2 separate regions of the Macaca mulatta genome follow, and region 2 is linked to region 1. A link is a contact called in public Hi-C data. All regions are on one chromosome and are shown on one strand. The core of a region is the stretch at or near the end of the contact, and the rest is flanking DNA. Distances in the headings are between cores, read along the strand shown.

What was found. Hi-C and Micro-C count contacts between places; a contact is called where the count stands out from the background.
Region 2: a Hi-C map of cortical neurons shows a contact between it and region 1, with 4 times the contacts expected there. The contact joins the promoter of KLHDC4 here to the promoter of MAP1LC3B in region 1. A contact is called at or near these places in 3 of 14 Hi-C or Micro-C datasets (cortical neurons, fetal cortex germinal zone and fetal cortical plate).

The regions. Positions count from the first base shown.
Region 1 is chr20:82,761,861-82,765,783 of T2T-MMU8v2.0, reverse strand. MAP1LC3B (microtubule associated protein 1 light chain 3 beta) reads right to left here and starts at 1,892. Exons shown (of 4, transcript NM_001193625.1): 1 at 1,754-1,892. The coding sequence starts at 1,793.
Region 2 is chr20:83,152,111-83,156,033 of T2T-MMU8v2.0, reverse strand. It overlaps KLHDC4 (kelch domain containing 4), which reads left to right and starts at 1,785. Exons shown (of 11, transcript XM_077986645.1): 1 at 1,785-1,979.

The sequences.
Region 1 (3,923 bases), core at 643-3,142:
TACAAAGTGACTATTAAAGAGACATTTAAAGGGGAGGGGGCAAAATAAAGGTGAGCCAAGGGAAAAACCCTGAAAATACAGAGTATATAAGATACATACATCGACGGGAAGAAAAATGGGGCATTATTGCTGGTCTACCCTCAGGGCCACTTTTAGGTTCCAGGAAATTCCTTGTTCGGATGTGTTAATCTCACATTTCCTACCGTTACTACCTACTCTTCGCAGAGATTTTTCCAGAATAACCCAAAAGTACTATAAGCAAAAAAGAAAATAACTATAGTTTCTGTTATGAGAAAAAAGGCATCTCTCCTACACAAATGTTCCCAGTTAACTTTTCACTGGTGAAAACAAAAACCAGATCTGAGGTGGGCCGATGGATCGCTTTAGCCCGGGAGGTCGAGGCTGCAGGGGGCTGTGACTGCACCACTGCACTCCAACCCAGGTGACAGAGCGAGACCCTGTCTCAAAAACAAAAGAAAGAAAGAAAATCTGCCTTAAATGCTGCTCTCAGGGCTCAATAAGCCTAGACACTAGTAAGAGTTCATTAAGGTCACTAACAAGAAAACTTCTAACAAAAAAGGCACGTCTAAGTCTTGCTAACCAACGGACTGCCTCAAGAGGCTGTTGGAAAAGATACGCTTGGCAAGCCAAGGCCCATTTTCATTTACTGAAGTTTCTCAGGCACAAGAAATAAAATAACGGTCAATAACGAGACGTGCAAAACTATATCCAAACTCAAATACACGCTAAGCTCTTTCTAGACTCCGGGAAACGAGGCAAAAGCAGACAAACAGCACCACTGTGTGGGCTCCCGACGAGGATGGCGGCAGACATTCGCCGTCCGCTGGGACGAACGCGGTGCCTCCCTACCAAACCGGTGCCTGGAGCTTAGGCAAAAACAGATATCCGGATCTGCTGCGTTCTCTGGCTCAAAAGGGAAAGAATCACTTCGCATCATCTGCGTGGAGTAAATACTGTGATGGTGACACCTGCACGTTTAACCAAATGCCAGGACACCTCAGTTGGGTTTCCAGTCTGAACTGGCGGAAAAGGGATGTATTCCTGGTGTCAAGGTGAGAACGGAAACGCAAACCCAAGAGAAGTCTCCCACCCCAGCTCCCGGGCTACACACACAACTGTCAACACCGCCGTGGGCCGTCCCGGGCGCGGCGGGGCCGGGGGCCCGGCACGTTCCCCCGCTCTCGACGGAGGCTCTGGGGTCTGTAAGGGGCACTCGCAGCCGGGCGGGCTCCCTCGACGGGAAAACTAGCCCTGAAGGTGACGCGCCGGGTCCCGGCGCAGCCCGGCTTCAGAGCCGAACTGCCCAGCGTGGCCCCGGGGGCCCTTGGGCCCCAGAAGCGCGACCCTCGCCCGGCAGCACGTTCGAGGGGGCGGCGGTGGCCGGGGTGCGGCAGGGAGCCCGCCGCGGAGGGCGCCGGGTGATTCAGCAGGCCCGGGGGCCCCGAGCGCACCGGTCCCCGCCCGCCCGCCGCGGGCTGCCTCCTCCTAGGCCTCCGAGGGGTCCGCAGGCCGCCACGGCCCAGACCAGCCCCTGGCCCTCCCGGCTCGGCCCCGGCCTGGGTCCCTCACAGTGCCCCGGGCCCCGCGTCCCTCGGCCCCGCCGGCCGGCAGCCACCGGCCCCGCTCGGCCTCCCGGCTCGGCCCCGGCCCCTCACGGCGTCCCAGGCCCTGCCGCCCTCCACAGCTCGGACCCCGGACCCGCCGCACCCGGCGCCCTCGCGGCGACACTCACCGAAGGTGCGGCGCTGCTTGAAAGTCTTCTCCGACGGCATGGTGCGGGGATCTGGGCGGCGGCGGCGACGACGCGAGGGTCCCGGCGGCTCCTGGGGGCGGCGGCGGCTGCGGCGGAGAATCTGACTCTGGCGACAGCTACTTCCCTTGTGTCTTCTCAGCCCGCAGCCTCGTCAGGTGACTCGCAGCGCGTCACCGAGGGGCGGGGCCAGAGCCGGCCAGGGCCGCCGCCATGGCGGGCGTGGCGGAACACAGGAAAGGCACGCAGCGTGGGGGCGGGGTAGGTGTGTGCGCATGCGCGATGAGTGAAACGGGCGCTCTGCGCATGCTCCCGGTGGTGCACTTGCCCCGCCCAGCAATGCTGAGCGCCTGAGGCGCCTGAGGTGACGGTTGTGGGCCGGGCCGCAGCCCCGGGCTGTGGGCGCTCGGGAGCCTGCTCCCCGGCCCTGAGGAGAGGGCAGCGCGGGGCGGGGGAGGCTGAGCCACGGGCGTGGTGTCCCGGGTCGCTCTTGAGGGAGCGGTCCAAGGAAGGGACATGGGGTAAACTCGACCATCCCTTCCCCTCCGGAGAGAGACTTGGCGGTGCGGGCCCAGACGCCGGCACCCCGGGCTGAGGCGCGCAGGGCAGGCCGCGTCCTCTTCGGGAGGCAGGGTCGCCGCTCGCCCGTGGAGCCCCGGCCCCCTCCGCTTGCGGGGCGCGTGCGGTCCGTGGGTGGCTTCCGGGGAGCGGCCGCTGGTGACCTCCGCCCGCAGTCACTCGACGCCCAGCCTTGGGGCGTCTACGGAACTGCTTTTGTCCCGAGGCCTTCATCCTGGGACGCTCCTGCTGGCTGTGAGATCTTCCTCCCGTTAGGTCGCCCGCAGCGACGGCCAGGCTGCCCCACGTCGCTAGCCGCCCTGTCCACCCCTCAGCCTCCCAGCCACTAAACTCGCGGGACACCTTACACTCGTGACAGTTTTTGAGTCTCGGACTCATCTGTAACAGGGCAGTCAGATTTGAGGACTCCAAATGGGCCGCAGGGCGTCAGTCACCATGCGGTATTTGGTTGCTATTGCCCACCTCAGCCTATGGCCAACGTGTCTCTGTAGGAACAGCACTAGATCCTTTGGGGTTTTTTTTTTGAGACAGGGTCTTGCTCTGTTGCCCAGCCTGGAATGCAGTGGCGCGATCATAGCTCGTGGTGGCCTCGACCTCCTGGGCTCAAGGGATCCTCCTGCCTCAGCCTCCCCAGAAGCTGGGAGTAGAGCCGCCATCTCGCTTTGTTGCCCAGGCTGGTCTTGAACTCCTGGCCTCAAGCGACCCTCCCGCCTCGGCCTCCTTCAGAGTTGGGATTATAGGCGTGAGCCACTGCTCCCGGCTATTTGGCTGTTTTTGTTCTTTAGTATCTAGTACTTTAAAAGAGCCCATAGTTCCAGGATTTCTCCTTTTGACTTTGTAAAAGCCTTTCTTCTATCCCAATTGCATAAAGTGATTGGATTAGGCTGATACAATCTACACTGTGAACTTGAAACATGCAAAACATACGAAAATAGCCGGGGGCGGTGGCTCTCGCCTGTAATCCCAGCTCTTACGGAGGCAGAGGCTGGAGGATCTCTTGAGCCCAAGAGTTCGAGACCTGCCTGGGCAACATAGCAAGACCCGGTTCTCCACACACACAAAAAAGTATGAAAATATATTTCTTGCGCCGTGCGGTGTGTCACACCTGTAATTCCAGCATTTGGGGAGGCAAAGGCAGGAGGATCACGAGGTCAAGAGTTAGAGACCAGCCTGGTCAACATGGTGAAACCCCATCTCTACTAAAAATACAAAAATTAGCAGGGTGTGATGGCGGACGCCTGTAATCCTAGCTACTCCGGAGGCTGAGGCAGGAGAATCGCTTGAAACCGGAAGGCGGAGGTTGCAGTCAACCGAGATCGTGCCATTGCACTCCAGCCTGGGGAAAAGAGCAAAACTCCGTCTCAAAAAAAAGAAAAAAGAAAAAAAAAAGAAATATATTTCTTAAAGTGGTTTTATACAGCTGGGATTTCTTCTAGAGAAGCCAAGTACTGTCATAGATCCTTGGATAATTAATTACTCCCACCATCAGAAGAATGATGTTATTTGTAGTTCTTTATTCTTCCACTGTTTGTTTATTTTATTTTTTTATTTGTTTTTTGAGACAGAGTCTTGC
Region 2 (3,923 bases), core at 536-3,035, 390 kb before region 1:
TTAGTAGAGACAGTGTTTCACCATATTAGTCAGGCTAGTCTTGAATTCCTGACCTCGTGATCAGCCCGCTTCGGCCTCCCAAAGTGCTGGGATTACAGGCATGAACCACCGTCCTCGGCCTAAGACAATTTATTAAAGGCTGAGTCACACACAAAGTAATAAACTAGATTATTTCCTGATTTATGCTTTCCCGTTGCCAAATTTTGGCTTGTCCTTGTCCTTAATTTGCCTTATTCCTTGATTACCAGTCCAAAGATGACATCTTCTAAGGAATGATAAGCATTTTTACTCTGCTCTTTCAAATCATAACATTCCATACTCTGCAGATGATTTTGCCATTTCTTACATAATTTGAGGGAAATCCTAGAGTACAATTTCCTAGCAGGCATTTGGATCTTACCCATCTTTATTTCTCAGGCTCCACAAATTGAGTACCCTTGCAGGGTGCTATCATTAGCTCTAGCCTACCAATGAAGAAACAAAAGTCCTCCATGTTAGGATATTTGAGGACATGTCCTTAGCACCTAACGGTGTCTGGCACATTTTAAATGGGAAGGTGGAAGGGGCCATCTTTTTTCTTTTTTTTTTTAAGATGGAATTTCGCTCTTTTGCCCGGGCTGGAGTGAAGTGGCTTGATCTCAGCTCACTGCAACCTCTGCCCCCTGGGTTCAAGCGATTCTCCTGCCTCAGCCTCCCAAGTAGCTGGGATTACAGGTGCCCAACACCACGCCCGGCTAATTTTTGTATTTTTAGTAGAGACGGGGTTTCACCATGTTGGCTAGGCTGGTCTCGAACTTTCGACCTCGTCATCCACTCACCTCGACCTCCCAAAGTGCTAGGATTACAGGCATGAGCCACCGCGCTCAGCCGGGACTGTCTGTCTTAGGGTCTGCAAACTGTTGTAACTGTATTAATTTTTTTTCTAGGAAATGAGGCCACAGCACTCATTTGATTTGTCCAAGGGGAAAAAATGGGGTTAGCTCAAGAGTCACCCACTTAGGCAGTTCTACACAGGGCTAAGCAACGTGCCTTCACAGGGGGCACGTGCACCCTGGGAAAGCTGAAAGAGCGAATTAGCCGGGCATGGTGGGCTCCTGTGGTCCCAGCTCCTCAGGACGCGGAGGTTGCAGTGAGCCGAGATCGCGCTACTGCACTCCAGCCTGCGCAACAGAGCAAGACCCTGTCTCTAAAAATAAAAATAAAATAAAACTCAGAGGGCACGTCTCCTAGGACACGGGGACAGGCTAGGTGGGGGCACAGGGCGTGAGAATGGCGAGCATGGCCCGAGTATGTCACGCCGGGGCTGCCATCTTTTCTGTTTTTTGAAACAGGATCTTGTTCTGTCGCTCAGGCTGGGGTGCAGTGGCGCATTGCTGCCTGGAACTCCTTGACTCAAGCGATCTTCCCGCCTCAGCTTCCCGAAGAGCTAGGACCACTGGCGCGAGACACTACGCCCGTTTAATGTTTGTTTTTTTTTTCTTTTGTAGAGATGGGGCGGGGCGGGGCGGGGCGGGGGTGGGGGGGTGGTTCTCGCTTTGTTGCCCAGGCTGGACTCGAACTCCAGGACTCAAGCGATCCGCCGGCCAACGCCTCCCAAAGCGCCAGGGTTACAGGCATCAGCCATTGCGCCCAGGCCGGGTCATCTTCTCCGAGGCCTTATGCAGAGTTCGAGACCCGCCAACCCGCTGCGGAAGACCGAGCTCCAAGACTGAACCCCGTAGGGCGCCCAGCCGCACCTCCACCGGAAGCGACTCGAACTCGAGGCCGGAAGTGACTCCATTTCTGTGCGTCGAGCTCCGCCCCACGAGCGCCCGGTTTCGGGCGGAGAGCGCGCCCCGTTTGGTACCTTGGTGTCCTATCGCGGCTTGGGACCCGACAAGATGGGCAAGAAGGGCAAGAAGGAGAAGAAGGGCCGCGGCGCGGAGAAGACGGCCGCCAAGATGGAGAAGAAGGTGTCTAAGCGCTCGCGGAAGGAGGAGGTGAGCGAGTCAGACTGGGCCTAGGGGCCCGACGTGGCGGCCGTGCAGCCTCGTCCGACTGCCAGCTCCGCCCGGGGTTGCGGGTCGCCGTGGGAGCTGCGCCGGCCCCGCGGGAGAGCTGGAGGCCGTAGAAACTGCCCCGGCGCCGCGTCCGGGCAGCCTGGACGGGGCCCGCCCCCTCCCGAGTCTCCACGTGTGTCTGGCCGCTTCCGGGAGAGCGACGGAGCTGCCTCCTTTAACGTGCTTGCTTTTCTTCGTGTGGTGTCACGGGCGTTTTTCTGCGTTTCCTCCCACTCCTCCCTCCCTCTAAAGGTAGGCTGGGTGGTGAGAAGAGGCAGGGGTTTGGCGTAGGACGACCTGAGGTTGAGCCTGGGGCTGCCTCTGCAAGATGTGTGGCCTGGGAGTAAGACTCTTAACTTTTCTGAACCTCACCCTTCTCGTTTTTCTAAAGAGGACAGATAGTCATCACAGCGGCCCTGAGGAGTAAGCAGCAGATGGTTAAGTGAAGAAGGCCCTGGAGCCACGGGGTATCCCGTAGCAGCTGATGGCAGCCATCACGGTTGTCTCCTTCCCTCTGGTCCTCAGCCCAGGGTCTGCAGGAGGATCCGTCCTGAACTTGGGGTTGAGTGTTCTGCGGCTGCTGCTCTTGGGTTCGCTAACCGGGGGCAGTTTTATGGCCTGCCGTGTACCAGGCACAGCTCCCTGGGCTTTAATCCTCACAACCAGGTCAATTCCCTAGCACTGATATTCCCATTTGACAGGAAGTCAGACCAACAGGTGAACCATGAAGTGATATGGAACTGGAGTGTGACCAGATGTCCTGAATCAGGAGCTCTTGACCACATTCCTTTGTCCCTTTTGTTCCTGCGTCATTGATCTCTCCATGTCCTCATCTCTTAAATAATGGAGTTGGACTTTTCCCCTCACACTCCTCTTAGGCTCTGACTTTTTTTTTTTTTTTTTTTTTTTTGACGGAGTCTTGCTCTATCGCCCAGGCTGGACTGCAGTAGCATGGCCTGCTGGCCAGGGTTGTGGCACAGGAAGTCAGTTCATCTGTGTGGCATCTTCAGAATGGTGCTTGGCGGAAAGTAAGCACTCAGTAACCAGCTGTTATCTGCTTTCTGCTTTTTTTTTTTTTTTTTTTTTTGAGAAGGAGTTTCATCTTGTTGCCCAGGCTGGAGTGCTGTGGCGCGATCTTGGCTCACTGCAGCCTCCGCCTCCCAGGTTCAAGCGATTCTCCTGCCTTAGCCTCCCAAGTAGCTGGGATTACAGACATGCACCACCACACCGGCTAATTTTGTATTTTTTAGTAGAAACCGGGTTTCACCATATTGGTCAGTCTGGTCTCGAACTCCTGACTTCAGGTGATGCACCCACCTTGGCCTCCCAAATTGCTGGTATTACAAAGCGTGAGCCACCATGTCCTGCCAGTTACCTGTCATTTTTACTGATCTTCATGTCTCCCTCCAGTGCCCAATACTAAGGTGATTGTAACAGTAGCTTCCCTTAAGAGAGAGAGTCTATCAGTCCTGGGGTTTGTATGTTATCTTAATGAACCCTCAAAACAAACCTTTAAAATAACTGGTCGTCTGATTAGACTAGACCTACAGAAGATCATCTCTTTAAATTCAGCTGTGTCTGTAATGCAACCTAATCACAAGAGTGGTATCCTATTATTTTGCAGTCCTGGGAATTATTGGGGGAAGGGGGACCTTGGGGACAGCTTGGAATTCTGCTCCCACAGAACTCATGTATCAGGTCACCTGGTTCGCACCTTCACTTGGTGCTGGCCTCTGCCTGTCTTTCCACCTGTCTCCCTGGGCTCACTACAGCCACAATGCCTTTATTTTAGTGTCTCAAACATGCCAAGTTCTGTTTGTGGTCTTACCTGTACCCCAACCATACTCCGCCTGACTCGTCTTTTCAGCGTTCAGCTTATTGTCA